3 separate regions of the Mus musculus genome follow, and all the other regions are linked to region 2. The links are chromatin contacts, called in public Hi-C and HiChIP or PLAC-seq maps. All regions are on one chromosome and are shown on one strand. The core of a region is the stretch at or near the end of the contact, and the rest is flanking DNA. Distances in the headings are between cores, read along the strand shown.

What was found. A called contact is a pair of places that touch in the nucleus more often than the background predicts. HiChIP or PLAC-seq counts read pairs in DNA pulled down with a chosen protein or histone mark.
Region 1: an H3K27ac HiChIP or PLAC-seq map of acute myeloid leukemia shows a contact between it and region 2, with 3 times the contacts expected there. The contact joins two enhancer-like sites. A contact is called at or near these places in 2 of 15 datasets of contacts at CTCF or cohesin (large pre-B cells and pro-B cells), 2 of 484 Hi-C or Micro-C datasets (embryonic fibroblasts and embryonic stem cells), 6 of 115 datasets of contacts at active chromatin or transcription factors (acute myeloid leukemia, embryonic stem cells, hepatocytes and 2 more) and 1 of 9 other capture datasets (embryonic stem cells).
Region 3: a Hi-C map of the G1E-ER4 cell line shows a contact between it and region 2, with 3 times the contacts expected there. The contact joins two enhancer-like sites. A contact is called at or near these places in 5 of 15 datasets of contacts at CTCF or cohesin (embryonic stem cells, large pre-B cells, pro-B cells and 1 more), 24 of 484 Hi-C or Micro-C datasets (B cells, the Ba/F3 cell line, CD4 T cells and 18 more), 7 of 115 datasets of contacts at active chromatin or transcription factors (bone marrow-derived dendritic cells, embryonic stem cells, expanded potential stem cells and 1 more) and 4 of 9 other capture datasets (adipose tissue, embryonic stem cells, liver and 1 more).

The regions. Positions count from the first base shown.
Region 1 is chr13:111,638,152-111,643,140 of GRCm38.p6, reverse strand. It overlaps Gm15286 (a long non-coding RNA gene), which reads right to left. Exons shown (of 5, transcript XR_873959.1): 4 at 653-918. Among named protein-coding and RNA genes, the nearest start is that of Mier3, 46 kb to the left of the region's middle. Within about 2 kb of position 2,665, at least 60 of the 459 cell types and tissues checked have an H3K27ac peak or open chromatin away from gene starts, as enhancers often do. A contact at or near this core is called in acute myeloid leukemia, where this site is marked.
Region 2 is chr13:112,255,782-112,260,064 of GRCm38.p6, reverse strand. No RefSeq gene overlaps it. Among named protein-coding and RNA genes, the nearest start is that of Ankrd55, 31 kb to the left of the region's middle. Within about 2 kb of position 1,319, at least 42 of the 459 cell types and tissues checked have an H3K27ac peak or open chromatin away from gene starts, as enhancers often do. A contact at or near this core is called in the G1E-ER4 cell line and acute myeloid leukemia, where this site is marked.
Region 3 is chr13:111,741,736-111,746,213 of GRCm38.p6, reverse strand. No RefSeq gene overlaps it. Among named protein-coding and RNA genes, the nearest start is that of Mier3, 58 kb to the right of the region's middle. Within about 2 kb of position 1,798, at least 18 of the 459 cell types and tissues checked have an H3K27ac peak or open chromatin away from gene starts, as enhancers often do. A contact at or near this core is called in the G1E-ER4 cell line, where this site is marked.

The DNA.
Region 1 (4,989 bases), core at 1,416-3,915, 620 kb after region 2:
GAAGCGGGGGTGAGATGAGAACTCAGGGCAGGAACCTGAAGGCAAGGACTGGAGCAGAAGTCATAGAGGAATGCTCTTTACTGACTTGTGTTCTGTGGCTTTTTTCAGCCTGCTTCCTTACACAACTCCGGACTGCCTCCCTAGGGTTGGCACTGCTCGCAGTGAGTTGGACACCCCAAGTCAATCACCAACCAAGAAAGTGCATACAGCTCTCTCACAGGTCAATCTAGTGCAGTGTTTTCTCAATTGAGGTGCCTTCCTCCCATATGTCTGTAGCTTGTATCAAGTTGACCCAAAACTAGTCAACACACACTCCTCCATGTCCTGGTCCTGCATATGGCAAAGGACATAAGGCCACCATAACAATTCCAACAAAGCCTCCGGACCCACAGCTAGACCAAGGGGCATCGATTGCTTGTAAAACCTACTTCAAACGAGCAGGATTTTCAAAAGACACAGGAATTGCTTCTAACACTAAGTAGAAAAAGTTAAAACCTGAACTGGACAGCCACTTAATTCTTAAAAATGTCTGTCACCCCACAGCTGCAGCCTTTTTAAACAATTAAATTCAAGAGAGCACGTTGGTGACTCTGAAATTAGAACTATAGGGGGAAAATGTATTTAGACGCATTTTAGTTGATTAGACAATAACCTTTGAAATAAATCTACACCAAAGTAGGAGAATGAGGTAGTGAGGGAGGTGTGGATATGTTGGGTATAATTTTCAGGCTGGCATCTGAGGACGTGGAAGATCCTGTAAAGCTCAGGGCAGTGGGTTGGCTGCTACTGTGATGATTAATCTTCAAGGCCACCTGGACTGAGGTTTCAATCAATGAGGAGGTATGTGCATGCGAGAGCATCCCCACAGAGATACACCCTGGATCTGGGTAGCACCATCTCACGGTCCGGAGTCTGGAACTGAATAAAAAGGAGAGAGCGAATAGAATGTCAACATTGGTCTGTCTGTGTTTACTGACTGCAGACACCATGTAACCAATCACTCCATGTTCCCACTGTCATGCTTTACCAACCAGGATGGACTACATTCATTGAAACCATAATCCAAAATAAATCTTCTCCTCCTCCCCCTCTTCCTCTTCCTCCTCCTTCTCTTCTTCTTCTTCTCTTTCTCTCTCTCTCCCACCCTCCCTCCCTCCCTCCCTCTCTATTTTAAATATTTTTATTTTATGTGTATGAGTGCGTTGGCTGCATGTGTGTATATGCACCACATGCATTCCTAGTGCCAACGAAGTACAGAAGTTGGTGTCAGATCCTCTGGAATTGGAATTACAGATATAAACCATTGTATGTTTGCTAAGAACCAAACCTGGGTCTTCTGGTAGAGCAACCAATGCTCTTAAACAATGAACCATTTCTCTAACCCCTAAGCCCTTCTCTTGGGCCTTTTGACATACCAAGGAAAGAGCAACAGGGAGGGATATTTGAAATTTGCCTTTCTCCCAGAGAACAGAAGGATACTCTGTGTGTCTTCTCTCTGGAGCAGGGACTGTGACTATTCCTGAAAGTCCCACTTAGATTTTGTACTGGCCAAAGGACTTGATTGCAAATGATGGGAAAAGATTTGGAGTCATTAAACTGGAATTTATTATCACAATATCTGAAAAAAACTCAGCCCAAAAAGAAAGGTGGAGTCTCTGGGTCCCCAGCCAAGGTCATGTCAACCTGGTTGGGAACGAGGCAGAGGCAGAGGCAGAGGCAGAGGCAGAGGCAGAGGCAGAGGCAGAGGCAGAGGCAGAGGCAGAGGAAGCAGGTAGATAGATCACTGTGGGTTTGAGGTCAGCCTGCTATACAGATTGAGTTCTAGGCCAGCCAGAGCTACATAATGAGACCCAGTTTTAGAAAGAAAGAAGGAGAGAGAGAGAGAGAGAGAGAGAGAGAGAGAGAGAGAGAGAGAGAGAGAGAGAGGAAGATGAAAGGGTACATTCTAGATTTCCTTTCTGTGGCACTTTGAGAGTTACTGATGTTGGTTGCTTAGCAATGGTGGCGCATAGCTTTAATCTCAGGGCTCAGGAGGCAGAGGCAGGTGGATCTCTGTGAATTCAAGGTCAGCCTGATCTACAGAGCAAGTTCCGGAACAGCCAGGGCTGCACAGAAAAACCATCATGGAAAAACAAACAAACATGAGAATTACTAATATAAAACTGCAGTTCTCTCTGCTTTCAACTTTCCCGTAGCTTGGATCTACTTTTTATTTGAAAGTTACCAAATCAAACTAAACCAAGATGAAAACAGAAAACAAGAACAAAAACCAAAGGACTTATTTTTTTGGCTCTGTCCATGACCCTCTGATCCAAGCCATGTACATAAAGCCACAGGTGAGATGACTGTCAGTGGGGTTTAATTTATGCACACAGGAGGCAGCTGGTGAATCTGAAGGCACAAAATAGAGTTTAAGCCTGAATGAGGAGCACATTATGCAAAAGAGCCCAGTACATGATTGGTTTGTGACCCTTCATTTACTCAATAAATATTTACTGTGTGTCTGTCAGTATAGGATTTGGGGTGATAAGACAGACACTACCTACCTCCTCATGAAATGTACTGTGAAGTTAAGGAGATAAATAATTACAAACGATTGGAGAAGTGACTGTTTGGCTGTGGTGACAGTAATTACCACAAAGGAAGTGTGTACAGTGGGGTCTGAGATTGCACAAGCGGCACCTACCGCCAGCTCGTTTTCTTTGTCTCAGGCCTTCGGTATTTGCATATAGTATTAATCTGTACTTTGTTAAGCTTGCCCCTTACCTACTGCGCTAGCTTTATCTGTTCAGTCCACCCTCTTCTCCTAGGTTCTGGTGAATGACCAGGCTTGTGTTACTGCCATGAATCCAGAGTTTACAATGTTCAAAACTACCTTGCTATGCTGCATCTTGCCCTGGGCAGAGCTGGTTACGAGAGTTATGACTCTGGATAATCCAGAGAATATTCTCCTGATTCCCTTCACTTCCAAAGTGGATCTGCATTTTCTCTATGATGCAATAAGAGAGACCTCCGTTAAATCAGTGATTCATGGTCCACTCCTGTCCAGAACATTCTCTATTCCTGTCATGGGCAGTGCAGGAATTTTCATAGCCCCACTGAGACGGTGCCTATATTGGTTCATTTTCTGTATCTATAACAAAATGCCAGAAGTCGGTCATTTATAAAATAAAGAATTTTATCTGTTACCCAGTCCTGGGAGTTCAATGGCACAATGCTGGCATCAGCTGAGCTCTAGTGGTGGATAGCATCCAATTGTATGGGGTGTGGGCAACATTGCATGGCATGTTTATCTATAACATATCTCTCAAAAGGATTAACCAGGGAAGGCTAGTGAGATTGATCATAGGTTAAGAGCACTGGCTGGGCTGGTGAGATGGCTCAGTGGGTAAGAGCACCCGATTGCTCTTCCAAAGGTCCGAAGTTCAAATCCCAGCAACCACATGGTGGCTCACAACTACCCGTAATGAGATCTGATGCCCTCTTCTGGAGTGTCTGAAGACAGCTACAGTGTACTTTACATATAATAAATAAATAAGTAAATTAAAAAAAAAGAGCACTGGCTCCCCTTGTACAGGACCTGGTCTCAGTTCCCCAATATGTTCATGACTCCTCATAACTGTCTGTAGCTCCAATCCCAGGGGATCTGACACTCTTTTCTGGCCTCTACTGGCAAGGTACACATGTGGCCTATAGACATAGCTGCAGGCCAAACGTCAATACAAATAATAAATAAATATTTTTTTAAAAGAATGAGCCAGGTTTTCCTGAGAAGCACATTGGTCTTTTCTGAGGGACATGTCCCCATTTGCTTCCCACGGGACCTTCCTTACATTAGAGGCTGTGTATCATACCCTCACGCTAAGGTAGTGTAGAATCTTCACCTGCCCAACACATGGGCCTTTAGGAGACACTCTCAAACTGTATGCACACTGTGGCAATCCCTCAGAAGAAATGCTAATTGTCAGGCTTTGGATCTGCTACAGTCTCCTCATTTTGAAAGCATCAACTTTTCCTCAAACACACATGGCCGAGTATCTACAGTCCCGACAAGCGGAGATGGTGCCTACAATCTGGCCTTGATTTTCACCTTCTCGTTTTTTTTTCTTTCAGCTTCGTTTATGAGCAAAGATACCTCCTAAGATCCTAGCGTTTATGACTGTGGGCATCAACTTATGGGGAAACAGAACTGAGAGTAAGCCTTGTCAACAAAGCCGTGTAGGACCCATTTATTTAGACTTTGCAACGTTTGTTCGGGACTTCTACAGACATTGGCTGGGTCCCATACTCAAGAGGACTAAAGATGAAAAAAAAAGTAATAACAATTTCTGGACAATATGCTGGATTGAGCTGATATAAAAAGATCAAAGGCTGATATGACTGAGAAGGAAAAGTCCAATAAAAATTTAATACATGGGAAGCTGATGTCAAATAAGAGAAACTCTCATGGGTCAGACACAGGGTAGGAGTTGAAGCCACACTTCTTGAAAGAATATTGATAAATGAGTCTCAGCGCAGCGCTCAAGGACTGGACTGTTAGGGGTATTCATCTCCTCACAGGCCCTGGGCTGCTTGCAAAAGCCAACGACAATGAGGCTGTTTCTGCCCAGGATAATGGGCCGGAATATTAACAACTGTCCAGAGATATCAGCGGACCTTTTATCAAGGGGAGGTGGCCCCTCTTACAAATCAGGGGGACACATGCCTGGAAGAAGGACAGAGAGATGTCACACAGACAGGGAAAAATAGTCTATAAGCTCTGATGGCACTGATGACCAGCTCCATCCCAGGGCTATGATGTCTGCCACAAGAAGAAGGAGAAGAAGAAGGTGAGGATGGGGCTATGGATAAGCCTACAGAGGACAAGAAATCCAGACACCGATGAGAAGGAGGGTGGGGATGAAAAATAGCTATACCTGAAAGGGAACCCCAACAACTCCAACCGGGCAGCAGAGAACCAGAAAGAGCAGATAGATGGACCTGAACAGG
Region 2 (4,283 bases), core at 70-2,569:
TGAACCCCACTTAGTTATGTTGGCAACCAAGATCAAACAACAGCCTACATAGTTCTGGATCCCTCCAGGGCCCCTCTGACCAATAACTTGGTGGGCAAAATTTCATGTCCAGCACTGAAATCTTCAGGAAGGACTTAAACAGAGAAGGAGGATCTAGGGTTTTGGCAGCAAAAGGACCAGAGAGTGAGAAATGGAAAACCAAGCACACTTTCTCTTGGATCATTTCTGTATAGTGCAGCAGAATTGTTTGCCACCCTGAGAAGTACAACAATAGCAGCAACAATAACAGCAGCAGCAGCAACAACAGCAACAACAACAACAGCAACAACAGTAACAGCAGCAATAACATCATCATCAACAATAACAAAACCAAGTCAAGGTGTGCACAGGCTAGATCCAGCCCTTCAGGTTACACACTGAGACTTGGCCATCTAGAGATGCAGTGCACTGCAGCAGCCAGTTGGGGTCAGAGGTGCTTCATCTCAGAGAGCATCCAGGCTTTGCCTATAGCTAGCTCTGTCTTTAATTTCTCAAACTTGCAAACCCTCTACAGTCAGAAAGCCAGTTTAAATTCTCTTGGAGTTTACATTTCTGACCAGGTAGAGCCGATGCCTGGGAAGAAAGAAGTGTCTGATCTCATGGGCCTTGGCGAGGAGATTGGTTTCAACTTTAAAACACTGAGAGTTTTGAGTTTTGTCCACTTGTTCTCGTCCTATCCCATGTACCTCTGTAGATTGTGGATACAGGGCTCTCAAGGACACTGAGCAGTCATGGACACAGAAAAATCATCTCCTTGGCTTAAGCGTGCAAACACCTGGAACGGAGGACTCCAGCCTAGCTTCCTAAATCCTTATCTCCATGGTACCCTGAACACATTGCTTAAGTGATATTGGTGGGTGTAATTGGCTCATAAGTGTTTATAAGCATCCAGGTCAGAATAAGCTTGTGATAACCAACTCTATATATCTCTTTCTGCAGCCTACCTAAGGGATATCACGGGGATAGATAGATGGACAGGATCCATTGTTAGGATTGTTAGGGCCATAAAAATGTGCAAGTGTGGAAAGCCAGGACCTTCCTCCTGTGTTAACCAGCTTTCTGTCACTACAACAAAATACCCAAAGACGTTCAAATTTACAAAGAGGAAAGGTTTGCTTTGGCCATGGGGTTGGAGGTACTACTTGGTCCTATTGCATGTGAACTTGTGTAACAAGGCAAGGTAGAATCATATCACGGTGCCGTGGTAAAGCAACTGTTGACCATGTGGTCAGAATGTGGTAGAAAAGGAAGAGGCAGAGAGGAGGGCCCCAAGGACTACACAACCTCCTACTAGGCCTCTTAAAACGTTTGTCATCTCCCAGTAATGCCAAGTTGACTAAGTCTTTAGTACACAGGTCTTTGGGAGGAGGTGGGGGGCGGCTTTCTAGATTCTAGATATAAACCGCAGTGTTTGAAAGCTGGTTGCGAAACATCTGCGTGCACATCGATGACGACATACATTAGCTGCTCAGCCCAGAAGGCATCTGTGAAAGAGGAGGGGTAATCTCTGAGAATCAAAAGGATCTTCCAGGATAAATCGGTCTAGAAACTATAGTCAAGAATCCCCCAAAGTGATTTTCCTGTCAAGGGCAAAGAAGACATTAAGTCAAAATTTCCTGTAGAATTTTTAATGGTTAGGCGATGGTGCTAAATGGCCCACAAAGCCACGTGACCTCCTTCCCTTTCTAATCCTAATCTTAGACCTTGAGAAAAATCTCAAACCTCTTTAGAAAGAGGCATTATTGTTTCTACAAAGTGTGTGTATGTGTGCGTGTGCGCGTGCGCGTGCGCGTGTGCGTGTGCGTGTGTGTGTGTGTGTGCGTGTGCGTGTGTGTGTGTGTGTGCGTGTGCGTGTGTGTGTGTGTGTGTGGTGTGGGGGGGGGAGTGAAGTTGAGGGACACCATCAGAAGGAAAGAGTGGCTATCTTTCTCCTTTGTGTCACATCAGGGACCATTGAACAATGTATGTTTGCTCATGTTTGTACAACGCAAGAATTTAAACCCATAAAATCAGCTTTGCTTAGGGGAGACAGTTTCACAGGCATAGATGATCATCCTTGCCGCTCCTTCAAAGTTGCTGGGAGACATGGTCAACGAGTCTGCTGGAGTGTAATGTTTAGAGCATTTTATTCACAGGGAGCATTTTAATCTACATTTTTATTGTTGTAATTAAGTGATTTGAAAGACATTATAGACCTGGTGGTGTTCTGGGTGTTTTGGGAAGATGGCCAAATACAGATGGCAACTCATTGGCTCTCTTTATGTAGCCCTGGCTGGCCTGGAACTCACTATGGAGACCAGGCTGTCCTCTAATTTAGAAATCTACCTGCATCTACCTCCTGAGTGCTGGAATTAAAGGTGTGTGTGATGATGCCTGTCTGCTGAGCTGAGTACTTCAAACTGATCTATGGGACTTGAAGTTAGCTTTAGGAAAAGAATTAACGAAGAAATCAACGACCAGTGAAGGCCTGGAGAAACAGAAGTCAAGAGGTGGAGTTGTTGCTCTGAGGATAATCCAGGGCTGAGTAAAGCTTTCTGGAATCACCAATCTAAGGCTGGCTTCTCAGAGGGGCATGAAAAGGCTGGTTCTGGGGTCTCTGAAAGCTGGAGCCAACTGCTGCTGCTGCTGCTGCCCCTGCTGCTACTACTACTACTACTGCACCCACAGGAAGAGCAGTAAACAGAAGGATTGGGTCCGTGCACTTCGGTCCTCACATCCTAAGCCACCCTAAGCTAACTGAGGTACTTACCTTTCTGTGCCTGCTTTCTTTTTCTTTTTTTCCACTTAGCACAATGATTTCTGGTTTCACCTATTTTCTTGCAAATGACAAGATTACATTATTTCTATGGCTGAATTGCACTCCACAGAGCACATGTATTTTGGTGTCTTATGCATGAGTCGTGCTGTGGTGAACACTGGCATGAAGATGCTTCTTGATAGACTGCTTTCATTTCCTTTAGTTATCCAGAGAGAGGTCTGGTTGCAGGACCGTTTTGTAAGTCTCTTTCTGGCTTTCTGATGGGGCCACCACACTGCTTTGCACAGTGTCTTATTGACATTCCCACCCACAGTATACACAACTTCTCTTTCTTCCACACCTCTCTTTGTTACATTTATCATTTTCATAAGGGCTATTTTTTACTGATATCGCTGGTTTTGTTTGTTATTTCCTGACGACGAGTGATAGTGAACTTTTTCACGCAGTGGTTTATAATTTGTGTACATTCTTTTTTGTTTGTTTGTTTGTTTTTCGAGACAGGGTTTCTCTGTGTAGCCCTGGTTGCCCTGGAACTCACTCTGTAGACCAGGCTGGCCTCGAACTCAGAAATTCACCTGCCTTTGCCTCCCAAGTGCTGGGATTAAAGGCATGTGCCACCAAGTCTGGCATGTACATTCTTTTAAGAAATGCCTATCCTTACCCTCTTTTCTCATTAGGTTGCTTGTTTTTATATTTCCTGTTTTTGATTTTTTAAAAAAAGTTTCTTGTGCATTCTTCATGCTAAGCTCTTGGCAGAAGTATAGCTTGCAAATATTTTGTCTCTTCTTGTTTGTTTGTTTGTTTGCTTGTGGGGTTCTTTTGTTGTTGTTGTTGTTGTTGTTTAAATCTCTGACAATATTTACTGTGGCATAATGTTTAGGGCTATTTTGGCACTTTTCATTTTACCTACCTAGGGCTATTCTCCTCTTTGGCATTAGCTACCATCTTATCTCTTCGAGTTTTAATTTTTATGATTATTTTTCTCTCTGAGGTACTCAAACTGGAAAGAAAGCACTTTGCACATATTGAGGAAAACAAAGGAGTCTGTGAAAACTGACAAGCTACATTCTACATCAAAAGTCGATCTGGGCCTATAAAGCCAGCTGCTTGGTGAGGTACTTGTTCCGGAGACCTGAATTTGATGCCCAGCTCCATGGTGGATGGAGGGTGGGTGGGGGGAGGCTGGAATCTGGATTCAGTGGACGAGATTTGTAACTCTAGCACCAGGGAGGCAGGGACAGATGGCTCTCTGGGGCTTACAGGCTAGCCTTCTCGGAGCTTCAGGTCCAAGTGAGAGATCTTGTCTCCACAGGGCTCATCTCTTACCATCTGACGTTGCTTCTCCATCTAATCTTGCCCTCCCTTGTTCCTGTATCACCAGCTGATCTGAATTTAGGAAATGGTCCTCAAGTTCTACATCTCCTGGTCAGAAAATCCGATTCTTGCTCCCCTTTCCAATAGCACCTTGGAGGCAGACCTTGTATTA
Region 3 (4,478 bases), core at 549-3,048, 510 kb after region 2:
GTTCCCTTCTTAGAATTGGGAACAAAACGCCCATGGAAGGAGTTACAGAGACAAAGTTTGGAGCTGAGACAAAAGGATGGACCATCTAGAGACTGCCATATCCGGGGATCCATCCCATAATCAGCTTCCAAACGCTGACACCATTGCATATACTAGCAAGATTTTGCTGAAAGGACCCAGATATAGCTGTCTCTTGTGAGACTATGCCGGGGCCTAGCAAACACAGAAGTATCCACTTTCACAGTCAGCTATTGGATGGATCACAGGGCCCCCAATGGAGGAGCTAGAGAAAGTACCCAAGGAGCTAAAGGGATCTGCAACCCTATAGGTGGAACAACATTATGAACTAACCAGTACCCCGGAGCTCTTGACTCTAGCTACATATGTATCAGAAGATGGCCTAGTCGGCCATCACTGGAAAGAGAAGCCCATTGGACTTGCAAACTTTATATGCCCCAGTACAGGGGAACGCCAGGGCCAAAAAGGGGGGGTGGGGGGGTAGGGGAATGGGGAGGAGGGTATGGGGGACTTTTGGGATAGCATTGGAAATGTAAATGAGGAAAATGCCTAATAAAAAAAATAAAATAAAATAAAATAAAGGTTCTGAAAGCACTGCCTTTCACCCTGGTGACTCCTCGGCTGCCTGCTCACACCCTTCATACCCACAGGTGGATTATGGGAGCCTCTCAGTCTGAGAGTGGTGCTTCCTCGGCAGGCTGGGAACATGCAGGTGGGCCAAATGCTCCAGGCAGTGCCCTGCTTTTGGCACATGATGGTAGAAGGGATGTGCACCACCCGTGTGTTCCTGTGCTGCCGAGACGAGGGGCCCCTGATAGGCAACAGACCACATAAATCCCATCTGTCATCCGGTTTAGCTGTGTGCTCTTAGCTCTGCGTTATCCTCATACTTACCAAATGATGATTTTTTTTTCCTTAGCATGTGTCAACTGGTACTTTGCTATTAGGGAGGTTAAATTAATGGGATACCATGTGACTTTTGATACATGCGTACACTTAACTTTAAATGCTACAGTCCATTAAAGGAATCCGTGCTCTTTGGGAAAAATGGCTGCTCCAAGGATCACGCAAGACAGATACACAAGATGGAGCTAAATGTATGACATATTCAAAGAATAACAGTGGCTTGCTGTGACAGGCAAGCCATTTATTTATCATATAATGTCCTTTATTTGCTGAAGATCCGTGATGGAAGGTCAGTTTCTGAGGCTTAGCATCTGTCCTGACTCTCATTCTAGCAAAGGTTCTGTATAACAGCCAATAGAGTGAATACGTATTACAAGGGTGTTTAGTAGATTGGCTTACCATTACAACACTAGGTGATCAACAAGAGCTGTCTGCATTCCAGACGCTGAGTCACTGGTAAACTGCTCAGCCCAGGAGCCTGGACACCTCAGCAGCACCGGCTGGCACTGAAGGGCTGGAAGATTTCTGGGAAGATGTGTATCTTTTAACTATGTAGGAAAGCTGAAGAGCCTGGGTTCTGATAGCACCATCTCAGGTCACCAGCAACAAGTGAAGGCAAGCAAGCAAACAACAGTTGTTCCTCTGGTCCTCCTTACATCTGGTTTGCCGCTCATGGAAGGGTGCTTCCCAGTGAGTGCATCCAGGCACTGCTGTTTGGCAGCATCAGAAAGATCTCTTGCCATCAGACACACGGACCAGGACATCCTGCCTCGCTCATACTCTGGACTCATCCTACTTACTGTTTAAAGCTGCTCACTTTCTATGTTATGATTGCTTTCCTATGTGTATGTGTGTGCCTGTGGAGGCCAGAAGAAGGCATATCTATAACTGCAGTTGTAGATAAGTTGTAAGCTTCCATGTGGGTACTAGGAACTGAACCCCAGTTTTCTGCAAGAACAACTAGTACTCTTAACTGCTGAGTCACCTCTTCAGCCCATAAACTACTTTTAAAAAAAAGATTTATTTATTTTATACATATGAGTATACTGTCACTGTCTTCAGACACACCAGAAGAAGGCATCAGATCCCATTACAGATGGTTGTGAGCCACCATGTGGTTGCTGGAAATTGAACTCGGGACCTCTGGAAGAGCAGTCAGTGCTCTTAACCACTCAGCCATCTCTCTAGCCCCCAACCCATAGACTCTTAATTTACCTGGGAAATCATGTCTACCCAGGCCAAATAATCCTCTTCTGTTAATGTCTTAGTATCCCATGTATGAGTCACCAGTCTCTTATTCTATAGGGCTGTGGGGTTGTCACTGTAGAGACAGTATCACCCTAGTTTCTATGGCTAAAACAGACTCAAGTCAGTTGAACTGGTCAGCAGTGGAGAAGAGGGGCACTGTCATATCAGTGTCTCCAAAGGCTGTGTAGGGTACTATTTGAGAGAACAACTATTGTTTAGGACTGAGGGAACAACAACCAGGAACTACCATAAGTCAAGGAACCTGGGAACAACTTGATACAGCCCAAGGTGGAAGACAGACAACGGGAAGCAACCATGGACAGAGAAAGAGTTAAACTCCAAAATATATATATATTAAAAAAAAAGTGTCATGAGGCTCAATTCAGGCCATGAAGGGTACAGTGATTGTGGCTTCAGCTTCTGAGGAGCGGAGCCCATCACCTGAGGACAGCTGCACCATCTGACCACCTTGACGCTGAGGTCAGTAGATACATCAAGCATTTGGACAATTCTGAACATCCAATGGAATATTTCACCCACACTTGACCCAACACACACACAGAGAGAGAGAGAGAGAGAGAGAGAGAGAGAGAGAGAGAGAGAGAGAGAGAGAGAGAGAGAGAGAGAGAGAACACGAAGGAAGCACACAGGAAGGATAGAGCAGCGGTTCTCAACCTCCCTAATGCTGTGACCCTTTAATCCAGTTCCTCATGTTGTGGTGAGCCCCAACCATGGAATTATTTTTTGTGGCTACTTCATAACTGTAATTTTGCTACTGTTATAAATCATAGCGTAAATATCTGTTTTCCAAAGATCACAGGTAACCCCTGTGAAAGGGTCTTTTGACACGTACCAAAGGGGTGTAACCCACAGATTGAAAACAACTGGGTTAGAGGAATAAAGAGAAATGAGGGGAACGAAGTATTAATAAAACAATTATACTAAAAGGAAGGAAGGGAGAGAAAGAGAGAGAGAGAAGGAAGGAAGGAAGGAAGGAAGGAAGGAAGGAAGGAAGGAAGGAAGGAAGCAAGCAAGCAAGCAAGCGAGCAAACGTAGGCGATGATGCACTGGGTAAGGCACTTGCTGTACAAGGCGTGGGGATACGAGTTTTAATCCTTAGAACTCAAAGCCAGACACAGCAGCACAGGTCTGTAAATCCAGCAATCTTACGGAGAATGGGAGGAAGAGCAGCCCCAGAGCTACAGGACCGCTGGTGAACACAGCAGCAAATAGTGAGAGGCTGTCTCAAACAAAACTAACGGTGAGGACTGATACTCGAGGCTGTCCTCTGAACCCTACAATTGTACACACACGCAGGGGGTAAGGGGAGGGGTGGGGGAGGATGCCAGATGAGGAGTAAACTTTATATACTGCGGGTGTGAATACAATGAGAAATTTTCAAAGTAAAAAAAAAAAAAATTAGAAAAATATTTTGAAGTCTAAAGAGTCTTTGGTTTGACTAGACTTTTTTTTTAAGTACTTTCATTTTTTTACTTTAAATAGATAAATAAATCTTTATCTTCCCTTGCTGCTGAGGGCCTGCATTCCCCTGTACTTAGAAAGAAAAAAAAAAAAAAAATCCTTTGACCATAATCCATGTCCAGCAGAGGGCAGCAGAGTAAAACTGATTTAAAGGGTTTCTTGGTGTGTTAACTTTGCTGAGAAATCTTAGTTTGTTATTCTCCACTCAAAACTACAGCATAAACCCTGGTGATTTCCTCAGAAAGCTGGAAAAAATACACACAACAAAATCACCAATAGTCCCATTTTTACAAACGAGAATCTAGATTTGGTATTTACCTTCTTCCTAAAATGACATGCCTACATGGTAACCTGCTGCCGAGGAAAAGCCAAGTCCAGACACTTGCTGCCTTCCTGCAGGGGCACCGGGTCTCAAACCCACTTTACTCCTGGCTGCCAATCACCCACCCATCCATCCATCCGTGCCAGCCGCCAATCATTGTCCTTTGAGTTCTGGAGATTCCTCCTCACCTCAGCTCTGCTTACAAACCCTGATGTCTGCCCACCGCTTTAGTGCAATGGGCTCACTCCACCTAAAACTTTATTCTCCACTATTGCCAAAAACAAAAGTCTGCTTTTCTCCCCTTCCTCTCACTCTGTGAACCCTCTGTGCTCTAGTCCCACCCCTGCACCTTGCTGAAGACAGTGACTCTCCACCTCGTTCCCCCTCAGAGTATCTAAGAACTACTGCCACCCTTCAGTGGACAATTAAGGCTGCTACACCTCCTGTGTTCTACACAGTTCTATGAGCACCATGCATGCTACAGTTTTACTAGATGTGTGTG